Linked DNA regions of Mus musculus: regions 2 and 3 are each linked to region 1. Evidence: chromatin contacts called from public Hi-C data. All regions are on one chromosome and are shown on one strand. The core of a region is the stretch at or near the end of the contact, and the rest is flanking DNA. Distances in the headings are between cores, read along the strand shown.

Region 1 (2,700 bases), core at 53-2,552:
ATTAGAACGGGAAAGCTGAGTAACTGCATTTAAAACAAATCACCCACTGCTCTGCATGCAAAATTGCACGTGTGTTTGTCTCCTTAACTAATTACCGAAGCTACGAAGAGCGAGCTCTGTATCTGGAAGCAATAATTCAAAACCACCGGGAAGTCATGACATTTGAGGATTTCGCTGCTCAAGTCTTTTCTCCCTCTCCCAGCTACTCTGTCAGTGGAACGGGTGAGTGTCTACATGATTCTCCTCCCTCCCGCTTAAGACGTATTGAGTAGCAGATGTACACCTGTTTTTCACAGATAAATGCTTGCAAATTTAAGAAGAACGTTCCCCCTCTGAATCAACTAATGAATTTCAAAAGGAATGATGACATTCATTTTAATTTGTTTTGTATCCGAGCTGTTCGCTGTGTTCCTTTCTTCTGCTATCCTGTTAACCCTCGAATCTAGCAAGGTTAATGAACTTTTTCTCAATAATGTGCTCCGGTTCATTCAGGAGTGTGAGTTTCTTGCTGAGCTGGGAATATGGTGTTTAAAAGCGATGCCCAAATCACTGCATACTTATCAGAAAAGAGTTCCTCACAGTTGAAGCCGTCGCTCTAATGCTAAATGGGGATTATGCTGCTGAGATACCAGGGTCAGGGATTACTGCCAGAGACAGGGAAGGACAGTGTCCCCAGGCCTGTCATTACAGAGGGCCTCGTACACCAGTGTCATGTGGACAAGCCACTGACCACAGCAGCACCTGGTGTGGAGCCTTTAGAAAGTAAATTATAATGGCTTTCATTTAGTAGGTCAGTGGAATTTTCCATGGATTCCCTTATTTTTAGATACATACTATTTCTATATAATACTATCAATTTGAAAAAAGTATGTCCTGCCACTTAAATTGTTGGTATGATTATTACAGGTTTTTTTAAAGAATAAAATTATTACTGGTAAATTATTTTCATGTGCTGTTACAGATTAATTGCCTGTCAGACAGTAAGTGGAATATTTAGTGTACAGCATGTTGAAAATCTCAATGAGGGGCTTCCCTCACCTTCCCTGGTTTCAGCATAGCTATAAGGATGCTTAATAGATTTCTAGCCTGTGTTAATTGCTTCTGAACCAGGCTTGCTTCTCCTGTGCTGACTTGTTAACAAATATCTTACACACAAAGTGAAAAAAATTAAATTCAGTGAAATAAATCACTTACAAATAAAATCAGCCATGCGTCATTGTTTAACATCGCTGGCTTCAGGCCGTGCCTCTTGGAGCTTTGTTGGGAGATAAGAGAGAGAGGCAGGCACTTGCTTGGGAAGCCAGGAGCAGCAGGCAGAAGGCTTGGGAGATAAGCAAGCTGGCAGAGGTGCAGAGCTCCATTTACATAATCACGCCTCTGCTTCCTGGTGAGGCGAGAGAAACACAGGGATGGCCTCTATTGATCTTTGTTGAACTGGGATACTGAGCAACATGAGAAAAGCTTATAACTTAAAGCTTTGATTAATGTTTCTTACATTAAAAAAAGTAGAACAGCTGTGAATTGAATTCTTTTATACGCTCTGCCAGCATTCTATCTAAGACAAGAAAAAAATCTGTTTCAAGGGAAATGAAGATTTCATACCCAGTCTGGCTAGCGGTTTAAAATTGTGTCTAATTTTTCAGTGAAAGAACAGGAGGAATCCACAGCAAGCTAATGCTTTCCAGCTCCATTCAGTCTCTTCCCATCCTTTGGAGACGCTGGGACTCGGCGTTTCTCAGCAGAGGCTTTGGTTTTGGGTTTGTTTCTTGGTTTTTTTTTTTTTTGTTTTTTTTTGTTTTTGGTTTTGTTTTTGTTGTTTTTTTTTTTTTTTAACTTCTAAGAAAACATTTCATTTCTTAAAAATAAAAGAAAAAAATGAAATGATAAATGTTTATATTTCCTAACTTTTTATTTTTAAAGTTGATGATGATCAATGTTATTGAAATAATGATGGCTGTTATTTTCTATGTATATTTTAGCCTCTGTATAAATAAAGTTCAACCAATTCAGTTCTTAGGACTGTAGGAGCATTTTGATTTGTGTGACCACTTTGGAGAAGGGTAGATTTTGTTTTTTTGTTTTTTGTTTTGTTTTGTTTTAGAGAATGTCCTGTTTTTTTTTTCTTTAATTATTTAGTAAAAATTCCAACAGCTTGTCAGGACAGACATTAGAACTTTTATATATGGGGCAAGAAACCAAATATAGAACACCAAAGCAAATGGATTTTATCCTTCAGATCAACATCAGCACCGCATCCCGTCATGTTCACAACTTCTGCTTGCCCTTCACAGTGATAAGGAAAGAGATAGAAATGCAATCTATTTGAACTGCAGTGTGAGGGCAGTGCAGTGAGAATGGGGTTCACAGCCTCATCTGTGCAGGGGCACCTCTCAGAGCTGTATTCTTCCTGGTGTATGTGCAGCTTCACCCCTATTTTCACAGAGGAAAAGACTTTTCACTTATTCATAGTGGTTTTTTTATTTTCTTAGGACAAACACAGTCAAAACCAGATGAGCCCAGCCCAGCCAACTTACACTCAGAGACTGAGGTGAAGTCTGTTCTTCCAGACCACCTGGAAAAATGGACCCTGAACTTCTTACACACAGGGTCCAGTCAAACTGTCTGTGGCCATTTACATCATCAAAGCAGGGACGTGGGCGCCCAAGCGCTTTACATACATATGACAGGCTTCCCTAGGAT
Region 2 (2,823 bases), core at 106-2,605, 91 kb after region 1:
AAGGCCATGGAGCATTTAAAAAATAGAAAGAGAGGGAGAAAAAGAGGGAGGGAGAGAGAGAGAACGTGTGTGTGCTCCATCCAGCTTCCAGTCATAAGCACATGGCCTTGACTGAAGGCTAATAATTAGGGGACTGTAGGCCGTGGGCCTGCTGCATCCTACTTTGCAGTTCCAAAGAGAGAGACCGCACAAGGTAGCTTTCCTGAGGGAACAACTTCTGGAGTCTGACAGTTCAAAAAGGTAATGGCAGCCTTTTAAAGGGCCTGCTCGAGCTCCATTTAGAATATTGTGCAGAGCAGCACTTACCCACTAAAAGTAGGCTGTGGAGTGTTCAGGAAGCGTGCGGGAGAGATGGCGCTGCTCACAGGGGGAGAGGCCGTCAGGGCCGCTTTGAGAGCTGAGATGTTAAGATGTGAAAGGAGGTGATTTAATCAAGGCTATGAGTATCTGATGGGCTCCCACAATGAAGCTGGGGCAAGACCCATTCAGGCTGAGAGGACAAAGGATGCTACAGACTGCTAATTAAGGGTAAGGGGTGGGGGAGTCAGCAGGCATGACCTTTCTTTTGCAGGGTCATCCATAAGTGAGGCTAAAAAGATGAGCTACAGTTAAGAAAGCAGGAAAAAAAAATGTGGTGAACGCCTTGTTAAAGTCTGTGACAGGCCACATCTCAGCAGACTGCCTCAGCCAGCCACTCTCTCCCACCTGGCCTTCTCCTTGAGGTTGCTGCCACCTCTGATGACCTGGGAAGGAGGAGCAGACCCAGCCAGGAAGAAGGTCCTGTTTACTGTAAACCTGTCAAGGGACTTAAGACAGACACTGGCAGGCTTGAGCGTGTGGCTCTGTGCCTATGTGTATGTGTCTGTGTGCATATGTGAGTGTACATGTGAGTGTGTGTGCATGATATATGCACACCTGGGATGTCAGCTATACAAATGCTTCAAGGACAAGATTGGGGAAGGAACAGATTTTAGTGACATATTATGTGATTTTTAAAATGGTGGTTGATTTAAAAAGGTCTATATTATTTTTCCAAAGTGGTAAATCAATCAATCAATCAATCACAATCAAATATCCTGCCCCAAGGCACAGAGTAGTGAGGAGTGTTCTCCCTTGCCTTCTGGCGAATCGGTTCTGTCTGTCTGTCTGTCTGTCTGTCTGTCTCTCTCTCTCTCACACACACACAGTGGGTTAAATAGTTCTTACACACCCAAGTAGAGAATTAGTTCTCCCTCTATAGTGCCAGTAGTTTGTCCTGGCATGTGAGGTAGAGACAAAGAATAAAGCACAGACGAGCTGAGCTGAGCCAGCCTGGGCTGCAGAACCCCAGCTGCTATGGCCCTGTGGCCGCCGCCTGCTGTGCATCACTCTGGCTGACTGCTCAGTTGTCACCCCACATTCCCTCGTGGCTCTAAGTGAGTCTCTGCTCCTGAGGTCATGGGGGTCTCACAAAGGTCCCGAGAGCTTCTCTGAATCAGAAAGGAGCTGTTCTTGGAGAAACACAGAGCACTGGATACCATCAGCCCTGCCAACAGGGAGGAAGGTGTCCTCAGTGTGGTGGATGGCTGAGGAAATGCAGCTGTCTTGGAATGAGACACATGGCTGGTGCAGCCAAGGTCAGGAAAACAATTGGTAATCAGATCTTGGCCAAAATCAGCTGAGCCATTCACCCTGCGTGGAAAGGGCCAAGTCAGCCTGTCTGACAACAGGCAGGGAGAACAGTACTGGGCCAAGAATCAGCGCCTCGGCCTGGCAGTACTTTGTGGCACTTGAGAAGAATGTGGCTGCAGCTGCGTGGGTACATGCCTGCCAAGGCATGGTGGGATCCTCAGGGCCTCGCTTACAAATGCGTGGCCAGCATCTTCCTACCCCCTGCTTCTTTCTGACAGATGTCAATCGGCACTGCCTGTTATCAAGTACTGTCCAGTCTTATTTGGCCATCCTGAACATCCACTCTTAACCGACCAACCAAATTAACTTTTATAATTATTAGCATCATCAGACAACAGCTGCGCCCTGACTCCTGGCCTCCAGCTCACCAGTGTTTCAGGGAGAAAACAAGTCAGCTGGGGCTTTGACTCTGGCTGAATGGGAAAACATTCTTTTTTTTTTTCCACATTAGATTGCTAGCATCTCATTTACCACTGAGTAGGTTTTGTTTAAAAGGAAGGAAGGAAGGAAGGAAGAGTCCCTGGAACTCAGATGTTTCAAGGAACATTGACTGGCAGCAGTGATGGAGTCCTATCATGAGCTAAGAAGAAAATGAATTTGCTTTTTAAATACCTGTTATTTATTTATTTATTTATTTATTTATTTATTTATTTATTTATTTATTTATTTGTTCACTCTCGCTGACAGGTGAATTACACACAAATAGATAAAAAGAGCAGCCCCTCAGTTAAATGACATTATTGCTCTTCTGACCTAACAGGTATCTACAGACCATTCCATCCCAACACTACAGGATACACACTTTTCTCAGTAGCTCACAGGACTCTTTCTATAACAATTTATGCACTAGGAAGCAAAACAGGTTTTTAAAATATAAGGAGATACAGACAAGTTCTCATCCTCTACCTGACCGCAATGGGATGGAATCTGAGAACTACTGCAGGAGAAACTATAGAGTAAACACAAACTCACAAAGACTGGACACTGCACCACTGAATGGGGGTCATCAAAGAAATCAAGAAGGAAACTTAAAGATTTCTAGAATTGAATAAAAAAAGGAAAACGCACCATAACCAAACCCATGGGATAAAATGCAAGCAACCCTAATGGGGAAGTTTACAGCCGCAAGTACCTAAGTTCAAAAGTTAGAGA
Region 3 (3,045 bases), core at 475-2,974, 120 kb before region 1:
CACCACCATGCCTGGTCCTGGATTTTTTTCAGTGCTAGTAATGTTGTCACTGGTTCAAAGCCATGAAGGATCTTCCTGTTGCCTCTCCAGCCCAGCTGCACTGTGCCTGGAATATTGGGTGGAGGTGAGGGATGTTCCTGTCTCCTAGTGCCAGACCCTGTACCAGGAACAGTGTGGTGTCCCACTCATTCTTCTCCACACATAATATCTGCCCTATTTTATGAATAATGAAAGCACAAAACATCTTGAGAATTTTTGCCAAATGCCATGTATTCAAAAGGATGTTAGAATTCACAGAAAAGCTTTCTGGACCCATTGGGCTTGTCTTTTCCATTGACTGACAGCTAACTTGTTAGTCAAACACTCCTTGATCTCATTCCTCCCTTGTTTGGTTTTGCTGGGCCATATTCCTTCCCCTTCATACTCCTCTCAGAGTCCCCTCTGACCTTCAGATACCTTCCCAGTTGCTGTCATTTTTCCACTTCTCTTCTAAAGCTGTTCTTGGTTGCTCTCAGTTTGTCCTAATGTTTAAGCAGCTTTTTCACCTTAGTCTTCCCCAAAATATTTTGACATGAAAGGAACTATGATTTGGATTTATTAAAAACATTTCCTATTAATTTCATGATTATTTAAAACATATGGAAAGATCAATACGTGTGAAATGGAAAAGGACAGTTGAGGAAAGGAATTTTATTTTCATGTTTGTAAGAACATATATCAAAGACTGGAAAGTTTTCTTTTCTTAAAATAAGTAAACTATTTTTTAACAATGACTTACAGATTTACCGTCTTAATATAATTTAATTTGTCTGTTATACATCAAAGTTAAGTTCTCTTTTAAATGCAAAACTTACAGTAAAACAAAGTTATTGTTACAAATTTGCATATAGAAATTTCGGGAAATGTGGATCTTTGTCATTGTAGTCTATAATGCTATATTATCATATTTTCTAAGGCAGAAAAAAGAAAACCAGCATGAAACTTTCCTCAGGTGAAGAATGTATATAGTTCTGCTCTACAATAATCATTGACATACAAATTTGAATAATATCAGCATAATTTTTGATATGGTAGAATATGATATGATAAAGTATAACTGTAAAGAGCCTTCAGGAGGGCTGAGTTTTCGTCTTGGCCTTCATGTCTTAGCCAAGTCATTTGGCCTCACCAGGCCCTGGTTCCATAGTGTAAGAGGAGCATAATCATAGAGTTTTACTTCCTTTAGTAACTGTGAGTCCTTATGTGAAGATTGAGGGCAATTAGTGCAGTAGTTCCAAGAACCTCATGTATTTCATTTTTCCAATAATTGAGTACTGTGTTTGTTTCATTACCCATCTGCCATCTTACATTTTAATATAATGATCTGACTGAAAAACATACATTACAAGTGGAGAAATGTCTACTCCCTGTGTTGTGGGTCAGACATAAGTAGTGATTTGCTCTTTATACCCATGATCCAGGAATGTCTTGTGGTCCTATGGTCCTACTTGCTTTTCACCTAACTCAATGATAGATGCTGGAAGGCTGAACTCTGAATGAGCCAGACTCCTTGCAACTAGTTTGGCATAGTATTTGAAAGACATGGGGAGTAGTGGGACAGCATCTTGAAGGAGCTGGGCCCTCTAATCTTTGGAAGTTCTGCCCAGACACTAGCATCACTGCAAACAGCAGGATCTCTGCTAGTGCCAGCCTTCTCAGCTTAGAGTGTAGCTGGGTGTGTCTGCTGTCTTTTCCTTCACTGCTGAGACTCATGGTTGGTTCTTTGACACTTCTGGAAATTCTGTAAGCCAGCTGACACTGCTGTCAATTGTCCTCAAACGCTCTGCAAAACAGATTGTGTTGTCTACATGTAAGATTCTGGCATAATCTACAACTCTGCTCCATAGTGCTGCTGAGTCCTGGAAATGCAGGATAACAACAGTTCAGTTCATCTCCTACATAAACCTGCCGCATTAAACTTACCCAACTGGGGTTTTTCTCTTTTAACTTTAGTCACTTATTTTGTAGCCAATAATATGTCACTTGTTTTAAGAATATTTTAACTTGCTCTTTGAGTGTACTTTTTAACTATACCAATATTAAAAATATATATAATTTTAGGTACTATATATATAGGATTATTCTATCTTAGAAATCAAAATAAGTTTATGCTTTTTCTTAACGGATGTTACAGCCTCCTCTCAAGAGGTATATGATGGAATAATATAATAATAAACAGTCGGTTGTAAAGAGATCCCCAGGGTCTCCTCAGTGAGTGTAGGACTCACGGGTGAGCTATGAAAGCAAGGTGCAGGGGTGATCCTTGTAAATTGGCCATACCTGGCTCTTCTAATAACCTCAGACAGCCTGCATCATGCAGTGATATGTAATCATTGCATCACCTTTTCTCAAACAAAGAACTGCTCTTTGCTAGAAATTTACCCTTATAACTAGAACTTTGTGTGCTAGATATGTATAAGTTCTTCAGCATAGTTAAAGCTAAACTGATATGAGTATTCACTTATGGAAAAAGAATTATCATAGCAAACCCAGTGGAAGGCAGAGACTTATTTTTACTTGTCTTGTTTGTCTCATATCAAAGGGAATAATTTTGTTACTTCTCTGCCATGCTGATTTTGTATGGTAAGCTATTTTTACAGAAATCTTGACTCAGAATTTTAATTCAGTGCTGTCACAGTAGAGTACACACTTTCGCATTTAGACATTTATATGACACCTAGTGTATAATCTTGATTTTCTCAGTATAAGAGCTCACGCTATAGAAGTTTCATTTTAAAAGAATTTTTTTAGAAAGTAGTGATTTTTATTTTGACCTTTTTTTTTTCTTTCTTTTTTTTTTTTTTTGGTCATTACAATCCCAACTCAAAATTGTGTCCTATTTTTTTCCACACAGTACCACTGGCTCATGACACAGGGACATTACTGCTTTACAGAGAATATCCACTTTTTCTTTTATAGCTTTTCCATGAATGAGAGATTAAACAATTTTCCAGATTTCTAATCTCTCAGGGAAAAAAAAAAAAAACAGGACAGATCATAGTTCCA

What was found. A called contact is a pair of places that touch in the nucleus more often than the background predicts.
Region 2: a contact with region 1 is called in a Hi-C map of cerebellum, with 1.6 times the contacts expected there. The contact joins the enhancer-like site here to the promoter of A930019D19Rik in region 1. A contact is called at or near these places in 1 of 39 promoter capture datasets (pre-B cells), 4 of 484 Hi-C or Micro-C datasets (the N1E-115 cell line, cerebellum, myocytes and 1 more), 1 of 115 datasets of contacts at active chromatin or transcription factors (neural progenitor cells) and 2 of 9 other capture datasets (adipose tissue and pancreatic islet).
Region 3: a Hi-C map of cerebellum shows a contact between it and region 1, with 4 times the contacts expected there. The contact joins the enhancer-like site here to the promoter of A930019D19Rik in region 1. A contact is called at or near these places in 6 of 39 promoter capture datasets (the C10 cell line, HPC-7-derived erythroid cells, cranial neural crest and 3 more), 1 of 15 datasets of contacts at CTCF or cohesin (pro-B cells), 9 of 484 Hi-C or Micro-C datasets (the N1E-115 cell line, cerebellar granule neurons, cerebellum and 5 more), 3 of 115 datasets of contacts at active chromatin or transcription factors (all in embryonic stem cells) and 3 of 9 other capture datasets (adipose tissue, liver and pancreatic islet).

Annotation. Positions count from the first base shown.
Region 1 is chr2:146,257,888-146,260,587 of GRCm38.p6, reverse strand. A930019D19Rik (RIKEN cDNA A930019D19 gene) reads right to left here and starts at 1,302. Exons shown (of 4, transcript NR_040619.1): 1 at 1,195-1,302. It overlaps Ralgapa2 (Ral GTPase activating protein, alpha subunit 2 (catalytic)), which reads left to right. Exons shown (of 41, transcript NM_001033348.3): 39 at 101-222.
Region 2 is chr2:146,167,228-146,170,050 of GRCm38.p6, reverse strand. The region is part of intron 25 of Cfap61 (cilia and flagella associated protein 61); the gene reads right to left. Among named protein-coding and RNA genes, the nearest start is that of Insm1, 53 kb to the left of the region's middle. Within about 2 kb of position 1,355, at least 41 of the 459 cell types and tissues checked have an H3K27ac peak or open chromatin away from gene starts, as enhancers often do. A contact at or near this core is called in the N1E-115 cell line, cerebellum, myocytes and 1 more, where this site is marked.
Region 3 is chr2:146,380,915-146,383,959 of GRCm38.p6, reverse strand. The region is part of intron 24 of Ralgapa2 (Ral GTPase activating protein, alpha subunit 2 (catalytic)); the gene reads left to right. Among named protein-coding and RNA genes, the nearest start is that of A930019D19Rik, 120 kb to the right of the region's middle. Within about 2 kb of position 1,724, at least 1 of the 459 cell types and tissues checked has an H3K27ac peak or open chromatin away from gene starts, as enhancers often do. A contact at or near this core is called in cerebellum, where this site is marked.